Linked DNA regions of Zea mays: region 2 is linked to region 1. A link is a contact called in public Hi-C data. All regions are on one chromosome and are shown on one strand. The core of a region is the stretch at or near the end of the contact, and the rest is flanking DNA. Distances in the headings are between cores, read along the strand shown. Region 1 holds the start of LOC100281669 (sialin). Region 2 has its middle 22 kb from the start of LOC109941990.

Region 1 (5,109 bases), core at 895-3,394:
ACTCACTTCGGTAAGAAGGTGCTCATCGTCGGAAATGCAACACCTTCCGCGAGGCCAAATAGTGCACGTACAGCAAGCAACATGATGGTGGAGCGAGAGGCTGCCCACGGAGTGAGGATTGTAGCCAAGGACCATAGCGCAGCAGCACCTGCCATCACCTTCTTCCCGCCATATCTGTCTGCCAAAGCTCCTCCAACCATGGATGAGAAAACATATCCCCATAAGAACGATGACTGCAGACATGGTAAGAAAAATTTAACCTCAGTCAATCAGCTTAATAGCAAGATAGAGATAGCTGTGCTTGTTCCCAGCTATAGTCATGCATTAAGCATTTGGGCCATTTTTTTTAAACAACCGGCAGGAGTTCTTCCCAGCATATATTAATAGAGAAGAAGAGTAAGGCTGGGGTGTTGATCTGTTGAAATATTGCGCAAGGTTGCGAACATAGATGAAGTTGTCGTGGATCGCTCTTGTTTTGATGAAGGCACTTTGGTTGTCTTGAGATTAGCTGATTCATGTAGGGTTGTAACTGAAGAGCCAAGCATTTGGGCTTAATGGCTGCAAATTAAAACGTATATTGATCTTCAGGGCATACACCACATGAAACTTTAAGTTGACTGCTTCTATTATATATTTTTTCCCTTGAGGAATGACTGTTTCAATCATTGATCTTTTCCCCCAGTACAATCTTGCTGTTCCTCGTCAGCCCAATCATCTAATCTGAATCCTGTCTGTATCAGGGAACTTTGATGCCCATCAAGTTGCATCCCTTCACTGCATAATTTGGATTGCTCCAAAAGAAAAATGGCCTTGACTTTACGTATGCATTTTTATTCTGGAGTATAATACAAGCTAAATATATATCGTTATCGCCCGTGATAAGGGAGCGAAGGCAAACACCATTCTCCATTATCAAATTTATCGTGTTCTGGTGACGGGTTGGTGGCTTGCAGCTGCTCTGGGTGGCACACGGCAAGACTGTAGAATGAAGCTGGCAGACCGGCCGTCTCCCATCATTGCAGTTCCGCGTGCTTCCAAAATGTATTGCTTCAGTCGCTGCCTCATGGCGTCTGGCGTTGACGTGACGATGCAGGGTTGACTTTGTTGAGCCACGACCAGATCGTCCGAGACGTCACATTTTGTTGTTGAGCGACAGGGCAGCAAACGTTGCCTAAAACTTGTCGAGAACAAAGGGGCGTTTGCTTTCACTCCTACTTTTTCGCCGACGCGCAGAGACGGGAGAGGGAGAGGAGAGATTTTACAAGGCTGCGCTAGTTGACCCGCGCGGTGCTTACCTGGACGATGCCGACGAAGGAGCTGGACCATCCGTGCTGGGCGGCGAGCGGCACGACGGCGACGGACATGACGACCCGGTCGGCGTTGCAGAGCAGCATGATGGTGGCCACCAGCGCCACCACCTTGGCCCGCTCGGGGAACGCCGCCGACCCGGGCTGAGCGGCGGCGCCCGCCACGACGGCGGGGCGGACCCCGTCGAAGCTCGCGCTGCACGTGGCGAGGACCTCCCGCCCGCCCCGCCTGACCCTCGGCCCATCATCGCTGCCGAGCAAGCCGAAGCCGCCGCCGCCGCTGGCGCAGCCGGCGAGCGCCTGCAGCGACGAGGAGCGTACGCGCAGCCTTCCCGAGCCGGCCGCCACGGCCCTCGTGGATCTGTAACTGACAGGACTCCTCACGGCGGACTTCACGGACGCGCACGACCTGACCGACGCCATGGTCAGCTTGATCCAACAACCCGCTCCGCGCCCGCGCGTGGGACAAGCCGAGCCCGACACACGGCAAGCGGGGCCGCCTGGCTAGCTGTGACTATCAGAGGAGCGCGGCAGGGATCGACGGGAGCGTCGCGCGGCGAGCCAGGCCCATGGCAGTGAGTGGGGAGCGAGCGGCGTGCGCGGGCTGGCGGGCGGGCGGGCGGGCGAGCGCCGTTGATCGGCAGTTGGTGGCTTAAATTAGGACCACGCGACGCGGGGCGACGACTGACGAGGGAGTTGGGTCGAGCTGAGGGTGGTAGGTGGCGCTGTGCCAGCAGGCACATCGGACGGAGCGAGGGAGGAGACAAGTAGTGCACGGAGAGCCTGGCCGGATTGGCAGTCACGTGGCTTAAATCGGCGAAGGAACTGTTTGGTTGGTTTTGGTTCTGGCAAAATGGCAGTGTTGTAGCGGTGTCGGGTTGGTGTTTTGGTGGCTGGGCGGACGGACTTCGGGAAGGGTCAAGGATTGCGGAGGCGCCGTGCCGGCGTCCGGCGGGAACCGCACCTACCACGGCTCGTCGCCCGATTCGCCACCTACCCGTCCACGGCGAAGGCCAGAAGGTGACTCGACGCACCCTGACCTTGGCGACTTGTTCTCAAATGCTATGAGTTAAAAACAAGGCAACACAAAAATGTTAATGGTTAATGCCCTTCGTCCTTCGAAGCATTATCTCCCTCGGGATATAATGATCTTCAGACGAAGGTCATGAAGGACGTACCTTCATAATCGCAGTATATATATATATAAATAAAAGAAGAAGCATATGAAATATTGAAGGTAACGTACATAATCATATGACATCATGAATATCTCTTTATTATATCATCATAAATAATACTGAATTACATTTGTACCTTAGGCTTGACAGAAGGCAAAAGTCCAAGCGTGATGCGAAGGCAAATGAAAGGTTCGCGTGAACAGTACAGAGGTACTGTTCATCTATTTATAGACACAGGACGCAGCCTGTGACGAATTACAATTTTGCCCCTTACAAAAGTTTACAACGTTGACTCAGACCTCTAAGGATAAAAAGGTCATTCTATCTCTATGTCGGTTTGTAACGACGAAGCTCCATAAAAAGGAACCTTCGGGCGTCTCCTGGGGGCGACTTCAGCCGAAGCTGCTTCTTCGTGTAGGACCTTCGGCGCAACGAAGTATGGTCCCAACAGTAGCCCCTTTCGCGGCGCTAGATCGTTTTTCGTAACGAGCTTGATCCGTGAAAAAAGCCTCTTAAGCTTCGGGAAGCCGAAGGTCCAAAAAACACCTTCCCTGAGCTCGTTGCCGAGAAACGATTCAATTTCCGATCCCGTGTCGGACCCACCTTGCAGAGTTACTGTTTGATCTTTGCGGTCCACTGCGCAGCGAGTACAAGCGGGTGTCCTCCTGGTGTAAAAATTCTGGCGCTTCGCCTTCTTACCTGCAGCACTATATAAACAGACGAGTAGGTGTGAAGTTACCACAGCATTCATTGCTATTTGCACTGTTTTGCTGCCAAAATTTTTAACCGTCGCCGAAGCTTGTCTGTCGGAATCGAACGAAGCTCCTGCTTGAAACCTGCTTCGGAGGAAGAAAGTATTAAAGTTCCACAAGTTCATAATTAAATGGCCAGAGTGCGTTCTACCGCCAGGGTTGAACGTGAGGGGGAGGAAACTGAAACTTCGGAGACTGTCCCTATTTCCGAAGCCATGCAACGGTCTGGGCTAGTGACTTCGGAAAAGATTCCTAGTGAAGATGCAGAACAAGCAATCGCTGAAGCAGAGGAAGAAGATATTGAGGAAACTGATCCCGAAGATGATTACCGCATTGCCATGCCGAGCAAACCCAGCCACTTGGACTTCGGGAAATCTACTGTTTCGAAGGCTGATCTGTCCAAGATGGTAAAATCAGGCTTTTTTACTGAAAATCAGAAGAAGCTGTTGCGCTTCGGGGGAGAAGAGACTACCCCGAAGCCAGAGAAGGATGAGATTGTTATTTTCAAAAGTTTTCTAAAGGCTGGATTAAGGTTCCCTCTACATGGAATTATTGCGGAGGTACTGAAGAGGTTTGGTATCTATTTTCACCAGCTGACCCCTAACGCCATCGTTAGGCTTAGCGTTTATATCTGGGCACTCCGAAGCCAAGCGGTGGAACCATTTGCAGACAGCTTTTGCCGTGTTCACGAGTTACATTATCAGACAAAGGCTAGAAAGGATGGGCTGCACGACAATTTTGGTTGTTACAACTTCGCCTATCGGAAAACTACAAAATTTCCGGTAATCAGCTACCGAAGCAAATGGGCAGCAGGCTGGAAATCAGAGTGGTTCTATGTCAAAGTTGATGACGACAAGGAGAAGCTTGTGCAAAGTCCACTGGAACTGATCTTCGGAGAAACCCGGCCTCGCTGCGACATGACACCCGAAGGTCCCACACAACAAGCAATAGATGAATTCAGAATTATTGCAGAGCATATCGGTACAAGGGACCTGGTTCAGGAATTTTTGGCTTTTAGAGTTTTCCCGAGTTTGAAAGAATGGGAAATGCCGAAACTAAAGGGGGAGAAGAAAGAAGGTGAACTTGTACGTTTACCTTACTATTTCAAGTTTAAAAAGTACTTCAAAACACCTTGCCAAGAGTGGTTAGATACAATTGAAGTGATGTGCAATGAGATACTTGGCAATTATTCTAAAAAAGAAGATCAATTGATGACCGCGGCCTTCGGCACCCGTCCGAAGCGAAGGCTAAACCGAGTGTTGGACGCCCTGGGGTTTGAATATCCTGACTATGACAACCTAAACAAAAATGCCGGAGGCCAGAAAAGGAAGAGGATAACCGAAGCTTCAAATAAAGATGAAGAAGAGACACCAAAAAAGAAGATTCCAAAGAAGAAGAAAGCATCTTCTCCGAAACAAAAAATATCCGATGAAGAAAAATCCCCCGCATCACCCTCTGCCACTGATGTGGAGGCAATCCTGCAGGTAATGACTGAATCCATGCCTGTGAAGCTAAGTCCACTAGGGCCTCGACTGACAAAATTTTTTCAGAAGGAAAAGGAGCCCGAGAGAATGAAGAAAACAACTAAAGTAAAAAGACAGAGGATGATCGGTGTGACAGAAGTTATCGACAAGACACCGCCAAGAGCTTCAGCTCAAGAAATACCAGCGGCTGCGGAAGAGAAAAATATTGAAATTGCACCTTCGGAGGCCGCAACCGCCGAAGCTGCCTCAGCTGAAGATCTGAACCTAGAGAGCACAATTGAACATATTGACCAAATACTGCTAGATATGGCTACAGAAGAAGCTACCACCGCCGCCGAAGAGGCCGCGACCGTAGCTTCGGCGAAAGGGAAAGAAATTGCTGATGAAG
Region 2 (5,109 bases), core at 1,386-3,885, 210 kb after region 1:
ACAATATCACGTCAAAAATTAATAATAATTATGATTTTTTAAATAAGACAAGTCTATTAAATTTGAGGTAAAAAAGTTAAACGAATTATAAATTGGAACAGAAGAGTATTATATAAGGGGGGTTGTTTAGAAGGAATGGTTGAAGACGTCTTTTATGTACGGGAGAATCTTTTAAGGTGTGGTACTAAAATATAGTAGAAAATATAGATAAGGGAATATATCAACGGGATGATTGGAAATAGCGTAAAGCAGCTATACCTGCTGCTGCTTATTTTCTACTACGAAGAATACACTAAGAATACACTGATCGGTTTATGATGCGTACAGTCTTGATCTCGATCTCCGAGTCTCCACTCCAGCAATGTGCACAAGAAATAAACGACTTGATGAAAAACTAATGAGCGGTACTCCAGGTGCCAAAGCTGCCAAGTGCCATCCAATGATCCAAAGCTCAGCCTCCAAACCGAAACTGCTTTCAGCGTTGAATGAACTGAAAACAATTCTACCTATGAATATCTTTAGCTGCAAATTATATTCTGGTTGCATTTGCTCTACAAAGCCCTTAAAATGAACTGGATGACCCCTGTATTGTCGGCGCAACAGCGGCCATCTGGTTGACTGTAGCATAATTCTCTTTGTCCTGAGAAGACCCAATGAATGAACAACCCTTGCTTGAAAACAATCTCACAGAAAAACGCCGATACACCATCTGGGATGAGCGTTAGGATAGGTACACACATAGCCACTTATAAGGTTGTCCATACATGTATAGTACAAACTTTTTGTAGTTCTGTAAGTACTAGATAAGGTGCCTACTGGCATATCAGTCAGCCACTACGTTATTCCAAGCCATGGCTGACTATGGGCTATGGCATTCGAGAATACCAGCACATTACATTACGATTGTAGGTAACAGTTTCATCCGCATGGGGCAAGCTCACGCATCATCGTCGCCTTCAACAGTGTTAACACGTTCACACTCATCAATCCATTCACTATATCTGTGAGGAAAAGAAAAGGATTCCAGCTCAGTTCCAGTTGAGGATAAACATCACAGATTTTTCACTAATTTGCAAAGATTGACATGATTGACTTACATATCAATAGGCTCAGTGAGTGCTGCAAGAAAAGACATCACGTAAAACAATTAGTAATTAAAATAAACATAAAGAAATACTTCTTAACATTTAATTCTACTATTACCTATGTATAGTGTTCTATCCAGTTTTAATTTTGATGTGATGAAGTTTTTGACACATTCTATGATATCACATGATCAAGAACTATCATGGTCAAATGAATTACACAGGGAACAGACAACCCACAAAGTCCATTATTAGCAAGACAAGACTACAAGATGAAATGGGAATGGTTCTGCAGTTTGTAGGCTATGTTCTGTTCCCAGGTACCATGAAAAATTTCACGTTGCCTTGTCCATCAGCCCAATAATAAGAAAACGAGTTCACGAGTTGTTTGGGACCAAACTTTCTTCGATGCAAATTAGTACAGTTCATAGAAGTGAAATTAGGAGCAACCAGTACAATTTTATACATAGGTTTGGCATACCATTAATAGTTGTGCTGAAGTTTTCCTGACAGATTCTACAAGATGCTTCGCCAATCAGATTCTTCATGTCACTGGATAAAAGAGAGAAATCAAGTAAAAAATTCTGAATGTGATACTAAATCTAGCATCAAAAGCTAAACAGAAAAGCTTGGAAAATGATACTCACATTCGGCACTCAAAACTACTCCCGTGGTTGCAAATGGGCAGGAAAATACAGTGTCAAGCTTGTCCATCCGCTTCTTAGGAGGTGGCTTAGCAGCTGACTTTCTCTTCCCCATGGTTCAGCTTCTTTTCTTCCTTCAAACCAACCCAAATTACAGTAATTAAGTCTCCTAAACAACCTTGAGATGTACAGACATATTCAGTTGTAGCTGTAAGTAACAAGCCACAAGGCAACAATACACACAACAGATGCATACAATGACTCCACTGCAACAGATGCATACAATGAAGTCTACTGTAATCTGTGTGGTGGCTAATACATACTAGTAGCAAGCGTGCACCCTTGGGCACGCTCTGTTACGTATTTGAGTTACTTTACAATAAACGATGATGTGCAAATTACGTAAACATTATAGGGAATTTTTTTGTGTGATACTTATTATATAAGAGAGTTATTATAGAAGACATAGCTTAGGATGTGGTGGAGAAAACAATCAAAACATCGAGCACCTTCATAAACGACATCTCAGCCGTTATCCTTAGGAACCGCAAGATCCAAATAGATGCAAATACACATATATACTCGTAACTAAATCAGATCCAAATAGCTTAGGTTAGGGTTCGGACAGGGGCGGGCCCAGCAAAGGACATGCATGTGTAAAAAATGGAAGCTAGGAGCCATAATACATGCGCGCTCTTGTAATTGGGTTAGATCCGAATACAGATAGCTCAAATTAGGGTTCGGGCGCTCGGTTTCGCGCAGCAGGAAGGACCGAGAAGGGGTGCGCATACCTGGCTGGTGCTCGTCGGCGGCGAAGAGGCGGCAAAGGGACCTGCGAAGACCTGGGCACCTGGAGAAGGGCGGCGGCGACGACGGTCACCCAGCTGTCGCCGAGAGCGAGCGAAAGATAGAGGGAGGGCCGGAGGGGACGTGGGTCGCGGGGCATTTCTTCTTCTTATTAAAACCTACACGGGATTGCTGCTTGGAAAGCGATCCACGGAAAACATTTCGCAGAAAGGTCCTTGGATTTGTAGAAAAACAACCCGCCATCACCTGTACTGTACAAAATGTCAATGACCGGGTTATAGCACCCTAGTTATTCATCTCCGTACCTATCCTCGTATTCATTATGGGTGAAAAACTCATCTCATATTCAAGTATTGTATGAACCTATTAATAATCTAAAATAAATTTTAATTTATGACGGAGGGAGTAGGTGTTAGTGCAAACACATAGATAATAAGCCCATGTTTTTAATCACTATAAGCTCATAAAGTTTTATGAAAATTTTTCCTGGAATTTGTCACATACCATCCATTTGGTTTAACGTATTTTAACTAACTATTATATGTTTGGTTCGTCTGGTTTGGATGATTTCTCACTTTGCTAGCTGCGGTGGACTGGTGGTAAAGTGAACCAGGAACAAGTTGATTTCAAATATATAGTTTTGGTTTGATTTTATGGCACTTCTTGGTGTTTTGTTTCAGTTACCATTGATGGTTAAATTTTTTTTATTTTAACTTTTTTTGAATTTGATCTTCATTTCATGTTGTACATGTAGGTAGTAATCCCATCAGATGGCTATTTGAAAGGTGTGAGAGACTTTTGTTCTAAACACAACGTTTTGATGATTGCTGATGAGATCCAATTTGGCGTAACTAGAACTGGTAAAATGCTGGCATGTGATTGGGAAAACAAATAGCTGACATGGTGGTTTCTTTTCTACTACACTCTTGTTTATTAACTATACTCATTACGTAAGTATCTGTTGGTCACTTCCCCATTTTGCTTCAGAGTATGCAACCACACTTATGGTTTCAAGTTGTCTTTGCTCTACAGATTCTGTGTTGGAGTTATTCCAGTCAGTGCAGTTCTTGCAGACAAGGATGTCATGCTGTGTATCAGACCATGGGAACATGGAAGGTATGACTAAATCTCTATACTTTTCTCTGCTCTCTTTTCTTCTTTCCAACTTTTCTCCGCTTCGGGCTAGTTTGGGAACTCCATTTTTTCAAGTAATTTCTATTTTCCTATGGTAAAATGAACTAATTTCTCTTGAAAATGAAAATACTTTGAAAAAATAAGGTTCCAAACTAGCCCTTCAAGGTTTTCCAATCAAAGAAAAAAATGCTTACGTGCTGACGTCAAAACTTGGAATTAGGGGCATGTTGATGTTCAAATTGAAGCATCAAAGAACCATATTGATTCTCTTGCAAAGTGCCGCCGGCCAACAGCAGCATCCAAGATTGTCTTCTTTTTTTTTTGCGAAAGAGCCTTTAGCCGAGTTCGATAAGTGGTCTAAGTAACACTCCTCAGATTCTGGGTTAGACCTCCGTGGGAACGAATTTCAGCTGTGGTTAAAAAATCATCTCGACTGTCTCACGCCAAAGCACAGCTCTAAGGCTTAACCCCGGTCTCATTCTCATATGGGCTTCGATGCCGCTGTCGGGTTTTCTCAATCCTGTGTGAGAAATTTTTCTTTATACAATACTCGGGGCTATCTTATCCCGTAGATCGATTTTTTTAATTTTTTTCTTAATATATTCTTTTTTTGTCTCTACGGAGTGAACTAATTTAGATAAAGTTTGTGTTAAATCGCTAACAGGTTGCTTTTACTGTATTTACCCCATCTTTGATGTTCGCCAGCCTCGCACAGACAGTCACCCTCGCTGGCGTCGTTTCTTTATGAATAGTAGGATGTATGCATCATTATGTATGATTTAATCATAGCCTCAAGGAAGGACTGAACGGTCTGAAAGTATCCTCAGTTCATAAATATATGACACCGTTGACTTTTTTAAAAACTTTGACCACTCGTCTTATTCAAAAAATAAAGAGTTGCCATTTATTTTATCACTTAGTTTATGTTTGACTTAAAATTTTATTTTTTTTAAATAAATATTTTGAATAAGAGAGTGACTATTTTTTTTAAAAGTCAATGGTGTCATATATTTGCGAACGGAGTTAATGCTTGTTTGTAGCTGCTTAAGTGCCATATGAACTTATGAACACAACACGCACCTTTTGTTCTTCAGGTGTTTATGACAGTTAAGCCCTGTTTGGTTAGAGAGACTGATCTTTAGTCTCTGATTTTTACTCCCTATTTTGCCAAACGAATGACTGAATTAGGACTAATTGGCTTTAGTCTTTATAGGCTCTCACATGAGTGCTAAAAAGGACCAAATCACAACATTTACTCTAATTGTCCTTGCCTTGCCTAGAAAACTAGCGTCATACACAAAAACAAGAAAATGGATATTTTAGTATTTATGTGTTGTATTTAATGTATTTAGAATCTGTTTTACAACCAAACAAAGTAGTGACTAAACTTTAGTCTATGACTAATGGAGTCAAACGGGGCCTTAATATAGCGATCACAT

What was found. Hi-C and Micro-C count contacts between places; a contact is called where the count stands out from the background.
Region 2: a Hi-C map of leaf shows a contact between it and region 1, with 4 times the contacts expected there. The contact joins the enhancer-like site here to the promoter of LOC100281669 in region 1. A contact is called at or near these places in 5 of 25 Hi-C or Micro-C datasets (ear, leaf and tassel).

The regions. Positions count from the first base shown.
Region 1 is chr8:99,714,382-99,719,490 of Zm-B73-REFERENCE-NAM-5.0, forward strand. It overlaps LOC100281669 (sialin), which reads right to left and starts at 2,145. Exons shown (of 8, transcript NM_001154589.1): 1 at 1,296-2,145; 2 at 7-233. The coding sequence starts at 1,730.
Region 2 is chr8:99,918,971-99,924,079 of Zm-B73-REFERENCE-NAM-5.0, forward strand. It overlaps the pseudogene LOC103635600. Among protein-coding and RNA genes, the nearest start is that of LOC109941990, 22 kb to the left of the region's middle. Within about 2 kb of position 2,636, at least 18 of the 20 cell types and tissues checked have an H3K27ac peak or open chromatin away from gene starts, as enhancers often do. A contact at or near this core is called in ear, leaf and tassel, where this site is marked.